Regions from separate parts of the Anas platyrhynchos genome. Here region 1 is linked to region 2. Evidence: chromatin contacts called from public Hi-C data. All regions are on one chromosome and are shown on one strand. The core of a region is the stretch at or near the end of the contact, and the rest is flanking DNA. Distances in the headings are between cores, read along the strand shown.

What was found. A called contact is a pair of places that touch in the nucleus more often than the background predicts.
Region 1: a Hi-C map of liver shows a contact between it and region 2, with 4 times the contacts expected there. The contact joins two enhancer-like sites. A contact is called at or near these places in 3 of 8 Hi-C or Micro-C datasets (liver, skeletal muscle and subcutaneous adipose tissue).

Annotation. Positions count from the first base shown.
Region 1 is chr1:14,659,865-14,667,417 of IASCAAS_PekinDuck_T2T, reverse strand. All of the region lies in intron 1 of LOC119715581 (a long non-coding RNA gene), which reads left to right. Among named protein-coding and RNA genes, the nearest start is that of NAMPT, 52 kb to the right of the region's middle. Within about 2 kb of position 3,282, at least 1 of the 8 cell types and tissues checked has an H3K27ac peak or open chromatin away from gene starts, as enhancers often do. A contact at or near this core is called in subcutaneous adipose tissue, where this site is marked.
Region 2 is chr1:14,558,679-14,565,438 of IASCAAS_PekinDuck_T2T, reverse strand. No RefSeq gene overlaps it. Among named protein-coding and RNA genes, the nearest start is that of SYPL1, 12 kb to the right of the region's middle. Within about 2 kb of position 5,133, at least 3 of the 8 cell types and tissues checked have an H3K27ac peak or open chromatin away from gene starts, as enhancers often do. A contact at or near this core is called in subcutaneous adipose tissue, where this site is marked.

The sequences.
Region 1 (7,553 bases), core at 2,033-4,532, 100 kb before region 2:
GGAAACTGAGGAACTGGAGGCAGAGGTCTGACGTGCTGAGTTATCACGCAAGCCTAGGAGACTGTCAGCAGCAGTCTCATTTCCCAGAAACTCAGGACAGTTTTGTTTCACTATCTGAGTGTCTTCCCCTGAACCTGGTCATAAAATTAACTGTGAAGAGGAAAAGCTCTTCTGGCACACAGGCCGTGGAAATCCTTAGGATGTTTTGCTCTTCCTCAGTTCCCTTACAATCTATTAGTACACATGATGTGATGTTTTACTGTAAAACTTAGGGGATTCAAATTGCGCTCTGCCAGGAAGTGAAACAGTGAGGAAGAAAAAGAGGGGAGCCAAAGTCATTCCAGATCCTCAGCTTGTCCTTGAGATCCTCTGCCAAAACGTGGTGCCTGCGCTGCCCTGTATTTTTAGTTTCTTTTATCATGAGACTGAAGAGCTGGACAGATACCAGGAAAACTAATGGACTGACTGACTATGCAGAGGCACAGTAAATGGGAATAGTCATCATGTCCTGACAGCTGCACCAAATAAACAAGGTGAGGGAGGGAAGATGTCTTCTGAGCTACGGTTCTGCAATTGCACATGACAGAACTGAGAGAAAACATTTTTCCACCCGGAAACGTTATTCTTTTGGGGGTCCTTATTCTCCTCCTGCAACAGCCTGTTATAAACATGGACAGCACCATGAGTAATATGTCCTAGCTAGAGGTTTGGGAATAGACTTCTTTAAGCTACAGAACAGAAATGCCTTTTTAAATGCCTTTATACCATCTCATTGCAGTGCTTACATTTGCTGGCAAAAATTCTGAAGGGTTTTCATTCTATTCTATTCTATTCTATTCTATTCTATTCTATTCTATTCTATTCTATTCTATTCTATTCTATTCTATTCTATTCTATTCTATTCTTTATTTCATTCTAGCAGATGCAGTTGATAGTGATGATAGCAGCCATACAGTGTAATTAGCAGTGTTGCTCTTCTGATTTTGGCTTAAGCTTCTTGAAGGCAAGGCTTTTGTGAGCTGCAAATCAAGGACACTCTTGTGAGTGCTTTCCTGGCTTCTAGAAGGTGATCAGTAGTGACAGCTAAAGATCCTATCTATTATTTATCAGCTTTATCATAGTTTTGAGTTTTGCCCTTTATATCATGCAGGAAGCGGAGTGAAGTAATAAAACACCTCTGCATGGGAAATGATTTAACATTGCATGGATTGATCTAAAAATAAACCAGACATGAAGCCAGGTATAGGGAATGTGGATGCTAGAAGCTTTATGGAAGAGGCAGGTTGCCAGATGCTGGGCCTTCTTTAGCGACAGCTCTTCATGATCTCTTTCATTTTTAAAAACTGGAGCATCCATCCACACTGAAAATCAGAAAAGGTGGTTTCATTGCTCATGTCTGCAGAGGATGGCGGGCAAGCGTGTCCCAGAGACTATTGTTATTACCCAAAGTGCAACATCAGCTCTGAAAAATGACGTTTCTAGGACCGGTCCTGGCTGAGATTTCCACTGAGAAGCCCTGCTGCTGCCCTGTCCCTGCAGGATGCCCTGTTCCTGGGCACGTGCCTCTCCCAGCCTGCACAGACCTTGCAGACCTTGCCTCATGTTCTGCACCAGGAGGTGCTGCTGCCTGGAAGTCTGCATAAGAAAGGCACTCGGGCTCTCTAAAGTATCATGTAAATATCATTTAAACGCTGTTTGTTAGAGCTAGCACTGTAAAGAAAGAGAGAATAGCACACACAGTTTTACATCCCTTTTGATGACAGGAACCAGATGGAGAAATTTGTCCTGTGGCTGAGGGTTGCAGCTCGACATGGGAAATGCAGTGCATGGATGCATTGGTTGCTCCATGAGTGGCCCACAGACAGCAGTGGTCTGCTTAGGACCACTGCACCAGGCCATGCTGAGGCTTCCTCAGACCCCAATATCTTGCAAAACCTGGCTCCAGTCACACCAACCCTAGGCAGCACGTGTCCTGTGCTCCAGCCAGCAGCACCGTGCAGGTGGTGGGGGCTCACAGGGGGACCTCAGCACTGCAGACCTGCTCTGCACCAGGACATTATGTGCCAAGGATTTTGCATTCATGAGCTGGGCTGCCAGCAGTGGTAATTATGGCTTGGGCATATGGGCTAATCCCTTGCCTCTTGCTGTGAGATCACTGTCCTTGTAGCACATCTTTCAACAAGACACCTGTAAAAAACACTCAGCAAGTGAAAACTCAACCTTAATTCAGTGTTGCCAAACTCCTGAGTGTCACTAAGCAGATGTTCTTAAGCCATTGTAGGTTGAGGATTAACTGACCCAAGTAGGATAAACGTCACTGCCATGAGTGTGTTTGTCTTTCTGCACTGGCTGATTCACCAGGCTTGGTTTTGGTTTTCCATCTATTGTAGAAAAATCAGGTCTGGATCTCCTGTCACACACCCCTGCTGTGATTGCTCAGGCTTTTGCTAAGGGAGTGGAAAATGCCACCAAAGCAGAAGAACAGCACTTGTGCTCCTTGGGACTTGGGCACACTGCTCCAAGCAGGCAGAGGATGCATTGTCAGCGATGAATATTTAAGCAATAACAACAGGTCCATGGTGAAGAAGAAGCAGGACTTGGTCTAAGACCTGCCCATCTCCATCCCTACTAACCCTGCATCCCACTGGCCTCACTGGTGGGTTACCCAAGGAGCTTCCCCCTGGAGCTGGAGGCATGTGGGATGTCTCCCAGGGGAGATGGGGAGCCCTGAGAGGGGTCCTTGGAGCAGGGTGCTACCTCTCCCCGAGCACCCGATGGGTGATGGAGGGCTTTTCTTTATCCCTTCAGCTCAAGTGGGAGAGAAAATTGGAATATGCAGGCACACAGAGGTGTGTGGGGACCCTGAGCTGATAGGAGTGGGGACCCTGGACCCATCGTGCCTGGTGGCTGCCTGGACCACCCCTGTGGTGCTGCGTTTGATGGGTGATGCCTGAAAAGCACTGGTCCCTCAGCTCACAGCACTGTGCAAGGGCTCTACCACAAGGAAAATTGGTTTGGCACTTCTTGCTCAGTGCTTTACCATCTGTTTGGCCAGGATAAGTTTATTTTTCTCTGCCTGAAAGCAATATCTTTTAAATGGAGTTACCTTAACCTCCACAGAGGGTTATTACAAGTTATTTGGGCACATCTGGAGTGTACAGTGCAGCTGCTCAGGCTTCAAAAATCAGATTATCCTTTCCTTTTAAAACCTAGAGGAATGTGATCTTGAGCGGTGAGTCACTAACTGTGACGTAATCATCTGGACTGTTTCTGCTTAAAAAAGAGTCTCTGAGCATCAAACGGCAGTGCAGGGTACTGGAGGATGGACAAAAGCCTCCGGGCACTTCGTTCCAAGGGAAACCCAGCAGGGAATGTGCCTGGACCTGGTGGCAAGGGGCTGTGTCCCTGTGTCTGCAGGATGCAGGGTGCAGGATGCCTGATGTGGGGTGCAGGATGCTGGGTACAGGAAAGGGGATGCAGGATGCAAGATATGGGATGTGGGCATAGGCAGATGGACTCAGCCTGCAGCTAGGCATGCTCCTGCCCCACAGCATGCAGCACAGTACAGGAGGAAGCAATTCAGCATTGTGGAAATTGCACTGACCTGAAACAAAAGCAAATACCCAGGAAAAAAAAAAAAAAAAAAAAAAAAAGTGTGTTTTCCCTCACAGCTGTTAGGCAAATCCCTGGGCTGCAGACTTGCAGCCTGAGTGGGGAGGAAGTCTGGGAGCAGGGCTCTTCTCCTGCCCTCCCACCACTTCTGCCTCCCCTCCAGCATATGCCACCAGTGCGGTCCCTCCTGTCCCCATCAGCACAGCCCATCCTGTCCCCAAGCCCTGCAGCAGGGCTCTGTGCCCCAGCCATGGTCCCATGTGCAATGGGGTGGTGAGGACAGCACCGGGGTCCAGGCTTCCCCCCAGACCCTAGCACAGCAGATATCAGAGAGCACAGTGTGGATATGGTTGGAGAGCAGCCTCTCGCTTGCTCTTTCATTAGTCAATGAGTAATAATGCAATAAGCTGGTGAATGTCCTCTCGTTCCTGGTGGTGCCCCTGGACTTGCAAGTCCCCTGCTTGACTTCAGCAGAGCCTTTTGCACTTGTGTAACCTGGCCGTGCTGTTATACAACTACCTCTGTCTACAGGTGTTCTGGTTTCACTTGTGATTCATATCACGCAGGGGCTGAAACATGCTCGCTGGCTCCAGCAGAACAAAAGTCACGCAGCATTATGTAGGCTAAGGTTCATAGCACCTGGCCTCTTGAGCTGCAATAGCCATATCAAACAGATTGACAGTGGTTAATATTTACAGGACCAAAGATCACAGAAAATCAACAATGTGCGTGAGGTGACCGCGAAACAAAACTTTGAAGCCAGAGCTGATAACACTAAGGTGAAACTTTTCAAATGAAGGGGCCAGCAAAAATAACCATCAGTGTCTGGAATGTCTTCTTTCCCTCCTACACCCCCTTGTGCAACCCTGCACGTACAGCTTAGACTGAAAGCTTCTGACCCCAAAGCCAGGCTTTATATCACATGCTTCAGTAAAAGGATTTGTGATAGGCAAAGGGAGCACCAGGCTAATTCCAAAAGTATCTAGTTCATGTAATGCTTTCTTGGAATTTGTGTAACAACCAAGTATTGCAGGCTGGGGCTCCCTAAGCTGCTTCATGGTCTGTAGGATGTTGGCCAATTGACATTTTTTTCTGGACACAGCTCCCACTTGCAGACCAATAACATTGTGTACTCCCAGGTTTTGGCATCATGCAGGGTGAGATAAGACACAGAAGGAAACAGGCAGAAGAGCATGGCCTCCCCTCCAGCTGTTCAGCTGCAATGAGTGTTTCTGAGGTGAGGCCCAGGGAAGGTTTCTCCTGAAGTCACTCCAGTGCTGCACCCTCACACCAAAGCAAGGATCTCTGGATGTTCGCTCTGGATACTCTGTCTGGATGTTCACACTGCACCTCCTGCTTGGCAGCCCCAGCATAAATCCGAGTGGAGAGCAGGGCAGCAGTCCCACACCTGGGGACAAGGGCTCCATTTATTTTTTTGGAAAGCATCCTCATGCAGGGCCTGTCCCTGGCCAGGTGTCCAACCTCAGTCACAGCACAATCCAACAGTGTACAAAAGCTGGGGTGGAGCAGTGGTGCACCACATTTGCTGTTCATCGTGTCACAGATGATGCTCTAACTGCAGGCTTGTTTGTGGAGCAAGGAGTTAAGCTAGGGCTGGATGCAGATTGGGGCTCAGTCCCCTTGCACTGGGCTTGGGAAAGTGAAGGCAGGCAAAGATGGCATCTGAGGAGGCAATGTCACAAGAGAGGTGCAGAGGTGACCAGTCGTGGCCAGCAATTATGCTAAAGGCATCTAAAGAGGACCAAGTAATTGTACCTGTGGCCACAGAGCTCAGATGTAATCCCAGTAAGGAGGAAGACTTACTGCAAAGGGGTTGTGCTGGGGCTGCCCAGTGCTGTCCCCGAAGGATTCTTCTCTGGTCTTGCAATCCCTCAGCCTTGCATCCCAGAATATCCCTGAAACAAGAAATCTGGGGAAGGAGCCTCCCATAACCACCCCACAACCACCAAAGTTTACCCTTTCACTCCCCACAACCTGGAATGGCTGAGATATTTCTCTGAGATACTCTCCCTTCACAAATGCAGAGCGACCCCTCTGCACAGTTGAGTTGTTTGCTATTTAAATCGGCAGTTTTCAACCTGCAGCCCATGAAGTCCCAAGGGCAGGAGGTAAATAACCAACAAATGGGAAGACTCTTGTCAGAAGGCTTAAATTTGCCCCAGGGGGAATCCCACATCTGTTGGGGAAAATATCTGGGCCCATAAATGTAAAATGGTCCACAGCCTCCCAGATGCGTGTTTGCCCATAAAACATCTACTGTTCTTGTGGAGCTGCATTCCTGTGGAGTTAGAGTTTAGCCACATGATAAAAATAGCCAGGGCTAGCATTTGGAAAAGTTGCCCATGTTTTGTAAATTTGTAAAAAAAGCCATTATGCAAAAACAGTTGTGTCATGCCCGTGTCTTTTAATATCGCAGGGATTTAAATCTTGGCTAACCCAACTGGCCGGGCCAGTTCTTTTATAATCCTGAAGAAAAAAAATGTGAAGTCATGTGTATTCTGTGCGGGGCTCTATTTTTATTTCTCATATGCTTCTAGCTCTTTCTCCATTGCTAAACTGCTTGCATAATACATCGCAATTTTAATTCAGGTAGAAAAACAATCTGTGGCTCTTGGTGGCCCAGGCAGTAGGAAATGTTTTACCAGCAAAATTGGTCAGGTAGTTTTACTTGTAACTGAGGAAGAGGAGGGAGGTTCAACCACGTGAAGCTGGCAGTATTTCTATATTCTAGCATTTATTAACAAGACAAGGCAGGGATTTTATTTACTCTCAGAGGGATTGGTTTTCAATGCTGTGAGGCAATTTCGTGCCACACATGGAAAGCTCTGCTTAAACCCTCCGAAGGGTGCAAGTGAGTTAAGCAGAGACTGTCATTTCACCCGGTCCCATTAAACAGGGCATTCAGCATACAAAATGCTTCTGGGCCGTGAGCTCATCTTGCCACTTCCATATTTATTGAAGATAACACAGAATTAGGCAGCACTAATGACACTAAATGACATTTAGCTCTCTGCAGTGTGATTGCAAATGGCTTCATTGAAGTAGGCACGTACTGCTTGCCGTGTTTTGCAGACATGGAGGCTGAAGTGCAGAGGCAAGCTGCGCAAGGTGACAAAATGCTAACTGGCAGCTGGGGCTAGGACCCAGTCCTGCTATATTTTTGAGTGCCCTTGTGTGACATGTGTCCAGACTTTGCCTTATGGACCAGCTTCGGCTTTGCCTCTGCACTGCCAGCCCTCTGACCTGTCAGCCACTGGGATATCTCTGGGGATTTGAAAGGTTCATCTCCTCCTGGCCCCAGGTATGAACTAGCTGTGCTCCTGATCTTTTACTCACACCAGCACTTTAAACCCTTACATCTTACATCTTCATCCCTGGAAGTTATGTAAGAAAATATTCAGTAGCTGTTGTTGCAAAGTGTTATGTGGGCAGCTGTGCAGTTGGATTAGAGGATCCCCTGAGATCTGCTCCAGTCCTAACCGATTTTACTTCAATGACTAAAAACTGTTGCCATCCAATTTTCTGGAAGAGATGTGCTGCAGCAGCCCCAGCTGTTTATCACCTGCCATCTTTTGAGAGCTGTGGTTGCTCTAGTTTTCATCCTCCAGATCCTTTGCTGAGGCCACCAGTGCCTTAGGACAAATGTACCAGGTTTGCTGTCTAACCAATGGCTGATGGTTTGGATCTTGAAGTTGTAGGTCATGTGCCAGCAGCAGAATCCTCTCAAATTAAACACCAGCTGTCCACAGTACACTTGGTTTTCATCCATTTGGCTTTCTGGGCACCTTAGCCTAGTTGGGAACCATCAAAGAGCCCAGCTAGGCCCCCGCCTGTGGCACAACGCTCTTCACAGAACCACAGAAAGGTGCCGGCCCTCTGGAGCCCTCTGGAGACCATGTACTCCAACCCCTGCCCAAGCA
Region 2 (6,760 bases), core at 3,884-6,383:
CTATTGAGCTGTTTTGATGGGGAGCATCGATTTTCCTCTGCAGTCAATTGCTGCCACACAACTCACAAATACTCCCTGCTCCAACTTTGTTCAAAAGTTCAAATTTGCCTGTGGTGCTGGGAAAGGGTTGATGAAACTATAGCTCTTTTTGACTTGTCTTTTCTCAGCAACACAGAGAGAACAAATTGCAAGGAAAAAAAAGAAACAAGATGAGGTTGGTCCTTTTTGCTGAAAGGCTGAGCAGAGAGCACAGCATCGTCTCAGAGGAAGCACAGAGGCAGAAAACCACAGCAGAGCCAGGAAATCTTAGGTTCTCCCTCATGAAGTGACCTGAGGTCTTTTGGTCACTGAAGACTGTTATCCTCTTCCCCAAGGCAGCGCAAGAGTTAAGAGTGCAAGCAGCTGCCATTGAGTGACAGGGCAATAAATCTCTGTCTCAAGGGCAATGGGAATGAAACTGCCTCAAGTATTATTGGAAAATCCCTCCTCATTTCTTACCGTGTTCAACCAAACAGAATTAAATCACTATTTTTTCCCTACTCAGAGCTGTGCATCTTGTAGATAAAGGAAGACAAATGTGTAACTGTCCACCTCGGGCAGCTTGCATGGTTGATGGTCTGTGCACAGGGGCTGTAGAAAATCACCTTTCAGGGAAGGTGATGGCTTGTCCTTACAGGAATCAGGCCCTATTTTGGTTAACTTGCTTTTTTCTTTTAAGTAGGGAAGATCCAATATCAACATTGCTGTCATAGCAGCAGCACAAGGAAATAAGTGATTTCCTGTCTGAGCGTGTTCCTCCACTCTGTGTTTTATTTTAGTGCTAAACCACAGCCATGCATATCACTCCACCCTGCCCTGGGACACTTCACCCCATTCCCTGGCATGGGGAAAACATCACAGAGGCAAAATATGCCCCCAAATGCTCACTCTGCACTTGCTCCAAATGCCTGCCCCAGAAATGCACTGCCACAGCAGAGTCTTCTGGGGCCTTGCAGTAGCTGAGGGCCCATCTTGCAACACATGCCCCTTCATTTTGGAGTGGTCCATGAAAATGGGGCCAAGAAATCCAACCTTTGGCATGATCTTCACCCAGAAATTGCTCCAGAATCCAGAAGATAATGAAACCCTCTATCTGGCTGTGCAAACCATGGAGAAAAACAAAACAAAACACCAGCAATCCTTCTTCTTGCTTTTTCTTTCCTTGATAATAACAACAACAACAACAAGACAAAAGATCTAACATATCCCAAGAGAGGTAGGATCTGCTTGGGTATGGTGCTGCTGATGTCCATGGCTATTGGCAAGGGCGTTCAGGGGTCTTACCATAACACAGAAATACAGAAAACATACTGCTGGCTGACTGCAAATCTCACAGTCGTCACCTGCTCCCTCACAAGCTTTTGAACGAGCTCTGGCCCCGAGCAATGTGCCCTTGCACCGGCTGGAGCAGGAAGCAGCAGCTGGGTGCAATGTGACTGCCTCTGCCCAACGCAGCTCTCACAGCAACCAAGTCATTATTGGCTTTGCTGCAGCGTGGGGCAGCTCTGGGGGCTCTGCTGCCTCCAGCCCTGGCTCCCTGGAGGCACCTGGGCAATCTTCTGCATTTGTCAGCATGTCGGAGATGAGTCCCAGGCTGAGGATTGATTTTCTTAATAGAACAGTCGAAATAAAGAACATTTTATTTACACACAGTTGAAATATTCTGCTGGATCCAAAATACTATGTTTTGTGTCTGTTTAGCTGTTATTCTATTCTTGTTATCAAAATAGGAAAGTTTCAGAAAAAAGCCTACCTTCAAAATGAAAAATAACAACATTTTAATTGAAAATGTGTAAAAATTAAATCTTTATTTCTATACATGTATGTAACACACATGTAACACACTAATCAAAACTTTTCATAACTCATTCCCTCTCTTGTATATATTGTGCCATTACCTTTGTCCAAAAGTTACTTTCTGAATTAGAAGCAACTTTTTGGTTAATACAAGAGAGGTTTGGGGGTAATAAGACATAAGGCCCAAATCCCAAGCCTTTTTCTAGTTCTGAGATTTTGCATCTGCTCACTTTTGCAACCACCAGCAGAGCTGTTGGCTCCTCTAAGTGCACCTTGTGTGAAATTCAATCCAGTGTTGGGGTCACCATGAAAATCAACCTAGCCAAGGTGTAGAGGTCCTTCTTGAGAGGTACGTGATCTATAGGCTTGTGATGCTTCATCTCACAGGGCTGAATGTGACCTTTAGATCCCTCCTTTGGCTCATCTGCCACCTTGTACATTATCTTTGGGACATTAATCATGGCAGGATGAGCTCTCCAGGGAAATGCTGCAGTGTTGCCAACATGCTGATTGCTGGTCCCATGGTACACAATGTACTTCTTAAGTCCCCAGCTTCTGTAGTCATATGATTAAGTGAGGATCTCAGCTTTCACAATTAAATGTAAGTTTCTAGCCATTGAGACTGCAGAGAAAAGCTGGAGAATGTCACCTCCTAAAGGTAAAGGATCAGAAGACAAATGGAAAGGAATCTCAGCTGTATTAAGAGCCTGATTTTTAAGTCAAGTGCATGACTTGAAAGCTGCATGGTTTTGAGGGCTAACTACTGACTATTCAAGACTTTGAATAAGAAATATTATTATGAAATTATTGAAGAGACAAAAAAATTGCTTCTTGCTTTCTCCTCCTTCTTTCCCTGCCCTTCTTCCTTCTTTTCTACGGCTCAAGCCTGTTGCTGACTCTCCTTGATGCTTCTCAGCCTGGAGATACCACTGGAGGAGGATGCTCTTAGCAGTCAGTCGGTGTGTGAGTGCTGGGGATTTTCCAGGGTTACAAAATGTTTTCCTTGCATCTGCCAAAGCTAACGGCAGCCGTCGCTGAACACGTGCCACTGGAAAATCACAAGCAGGCTGGCTGCCAACTATGCAGAGCTCTTTGGACGGAGGCATGTCAGGGTCTTGTGAGTGAAAGGACGCTGCCGTGCCTGAGCTGGCCGCGGGCACATGACAGCCCACGGCTGCATTTCCAGCCAGCAGGGCTGGGGCTGAGCCAGGCGCTGCCTGCAGATCCCTGCTGCCAGCCCTTGAAGCGAGCGTGGTGTGATGACGGCCCGCTTGCTGTCAGATGAGCACGCTCGGTTGTTAATGGAGGGCTCTACGTGGAAGCGAAGTGGTCAGCCTGGGACTAACAAAATGGCAGCTAACGGCATGCTGACATTCAGTCACAGTTCAGCGGGTGGACCTGCAACACGCCTGGAATCCCGTGCCAAGCCATTAAAACCCTCTCGCTCGGCAATGGGCATTTGTCAAAAAAAAAAAAAAAAAAAAAAAAAAAAGGTTAAAAGAAAAATGCTGAGGAATTAGACTACTGTGAGCACGTGAAGAGAAGTGTGGGGAATTTTACATTTACACTTCCCATGTAAGACATGGGCAGAAATCAATCAGACACATCCGAACACTATCCATACTGGATCATTTCTGGGGCCTGTCTGACCCCACAGTTTGTCCTGTGGTACTGCCCAAAACCAGGGGGAAAGCCCCTAAGGCTATGGAAGGGCTTCTTCCAGCCTCAAATGAGTTGAGACACATGGGATGCTGTGTGCAGTTTTGGGCAGCTCAATATAAAGACATAAAACTATAGACAGTGCCCAAAGGAGGACTGCAAAGACGGTGAAGGGCCTAGAGGGCAAGAATGTGTGGAGCAGCTGAGGCCCCTTGGTTTGCTCAGCCCCAAGCAGAGCAGGCTGAGGGGAGGCCTCATGGCGGCCTGCAGCTCCCTCACGAGGGGAGCGGAGGGGCAGGCGCTGAGCTCTGCTCTCTGGGGACAGCGACAGGACCCGAGGGAACGGCATGGAGCTGGGACAGGGGAGGGTCAGGCTGGGGCTTAGGGAAAGGTTCTGCACCCAGAGGGTGGTCGGGCACTGGGACAGGCTCCCCAGGGCAGTGGGCACAGCACTGAGCTGCTGGAGTTCAAGAAACATTTGGGCAGTGCTCTCAGACACATGGTCTGACTTTGGGTGGTCCTGTGTGGAGCCAGGAGCTGGACTCAGTGATCCCTGTGGGTCCTTTCCAACTCGGGATATTCTATGATTCTGTGGATTTTTTTCAGGGGAGTTTTAGGTTAGATGTTAGGAAGAATTTCTTTACTGAAAGGGTTGTTAGGCACTGGAACGGGCTGCCCAGGGAGGTGGTGGAGTCACCATCCCTGGAAGTATTCAAAAGACGTTTAGATGTAGAACTTAGGGATATGGTTTAGGGGGTACTGTTAGTGTTAGGTTAGAGGTTGGACTCGATGATCTTGAGGTCTCTTCCAACCTAGAGATTCTGTGATTCTGTGATTTGGTGAGGAACTCCATTTGCTAGGGGAACAGCCAGTAAACTGGCAAAAAAAAAAAAAAAAAAAAAAAAAAAAAAAAGAGCTCTTTTGTACATCCAAATGAATCCACCATTGTCACGATGTATGATCCAGAGAAAAGCTGGCAGGAAAGGCTGAATCCATGTAATTGCAGGAGATCATAATTTTGGGGAGTATAGGATAGGTGAGACTCTTGAGTAACGCACACAGAGAAGAGCAGGACATTCCCACAGGCACACACTCCTCTGTATACATCCGCGTGTTAGGTTGATTCTACACTCATGCTTTTGCATTGAAGCCAAATTCTTCAACTAAAACTCTATATTTCCATGGAAGATGCTCAACTGCACTCATTTTTTTAGGATATGACTTCCAAGCAGTTATTCTTGATTTATAGGAGCTTAATGAAAAAACAAATGAAGCTCCATTTCACAGAAGGTTCTGTCAAAACACTTAGGTCCTAAATTCTGTCTTCCCTTAACAATATGCATTTTAATCAGGTACTTGAAATTTACAGCGTAATGTAAATTATGTCTAAATATGTTATGTGCCAAGCCTATATGTACCTGTTTGAGGGAGCTCCAACAAAACCTCTCTCTTGGATGCTAACAGGAAAGTGTAGAGAAGGTAAAATTATTAGGTACTATGTATAGCCCAGGATTCGGTGTGTGCTCAGTGCAGAAGGGATGAAGAGAGGAAATAACAGTGGATTTATGCCTTTGCAGCAGCAGCCAAGCCGGGACAGCCTCACAGTGTGCTGTCTGTGACCCTCTGAGGTTGCTCCAGCTTTATGTTGGAGTAATACGCGCTGCTGAAATGCTGCCTGGGGCCAACAGGCCAGCAGCAAGACTGATTAAACCAGCTACTGAAAAACTCCCCAGCAAGCTAGTCAAAACATAGCACTTCCCAGCACTGAAACAGGACTCCTGGGTTTGGTTGTTTAAATTTTATGTACACACACACACGCTTGTACAGCAGACCATGACGGTGAGGTGACAGCACACCAGGCATTGCCTGCGGCACACCAGAGCCAGAGGTTTAAAGTGCTGTACACAGGTAAGGCACATGTTATGGTCTGTGCTCTAGTGACATGCAGATATTTGCTGAAAGACATATTGCAGAGACGGTGGCACCAGGACACCCCAGAGCTACCACATAATTAGGCAACTTGCACTTCCCTTCCAGGCTTTCTATTCTACAAAATATTCTCAGAGCAAAGGGCTCATTTGTGAATATGATGAATGGCTAACTAAAATGCCTTGTACAGCAGGATGCTCGCAGGGTTGGGAGCAGACACAGCAGTATTATTATTGCCCTGCCCACCTGGCTTCTTGCCAGCCTCTTGCTGCCTTCCATCTTCTGTCTACTGAAAAATTCCCCCGGGAATGATTAGCATGAGAGAGATCACAGGAAAAAAAAAAAAAAAAAAAAAAAAAAAAAAAACAGAGGCAGAAAGAAAGGCAGGTAATGGCTGAAGGAAGAAATCAGTCCTATGAGGACCCACATAAGCACCTAAACACCCGGAGAGGTGCAAGACCAATGCAAGTCCCAGGAACAGGGAAGAAGAAGAAAATACCAGGCAACTTCTTGCTCTGTGGCATGCTGGTGCCCCAGCCCTCCCAGAAAAATGATGCTCTTTGGAAAAAGTCAAAAGTGGCAAGGAGAGCTGCCTGCCCTGGAACACTGTTGGGCATCCCAGCAAACCACTGAAGCACTGGAATTTGGGTACGTGGACTTGCTCCCATGTATTTTCCAGGCATACTTCAGGACTGAGGGTGGTCAAGGGACAGTTCCCACCAGGTCACACAGCCACCTGGCCATGCTTAATTTCCCATAGCTGAAGCACCTCAGGATACTACAGTTTTCTTCCATATTTTATGTTGTGTTTGTACTGCCACTCATGATACTGATCAGGCTCCAAAAATATAAGATTTTTTAATATGTATATTTTTAATTTCACTGGAAAGATTGCCAAAGCAAATCTGAAATCTGATTTTTATGACCTTACTCTGAGGGCCAGTTTGTTTGTTTTTTCACAGCCCAAGTATTTGAAGGTCTGGACCCTTCAGCTAGCCTATAGGAAGATAGGCTTTTTCTTAAGATTTCTCTGCAATACCGTTCTAGGATAATTTGGCAACATTGCAGCATCTTTCTTGACTGTTATCCTCATTTGCTCCACTTTCTGCCAAAATCGTGCTTCTCTTGCAGGCGGGCAGGTATTGGCAGTGTCTGAATGCATTCCCTGGCTCTGGAAGCAGCAAGAGAAGGGCAGGGGTCACCATGCGCCTACTCAGTTTGTTTCTGTGAAATGTCAAGCGCTGAAGCAGTCTTGGAGGGAAGATGTTAAAAATGCAGCTCCCAAATTGCAGTGCCAAGAGTACAGTTTGCTTTTCTACATGAAGCCGGACTTTGC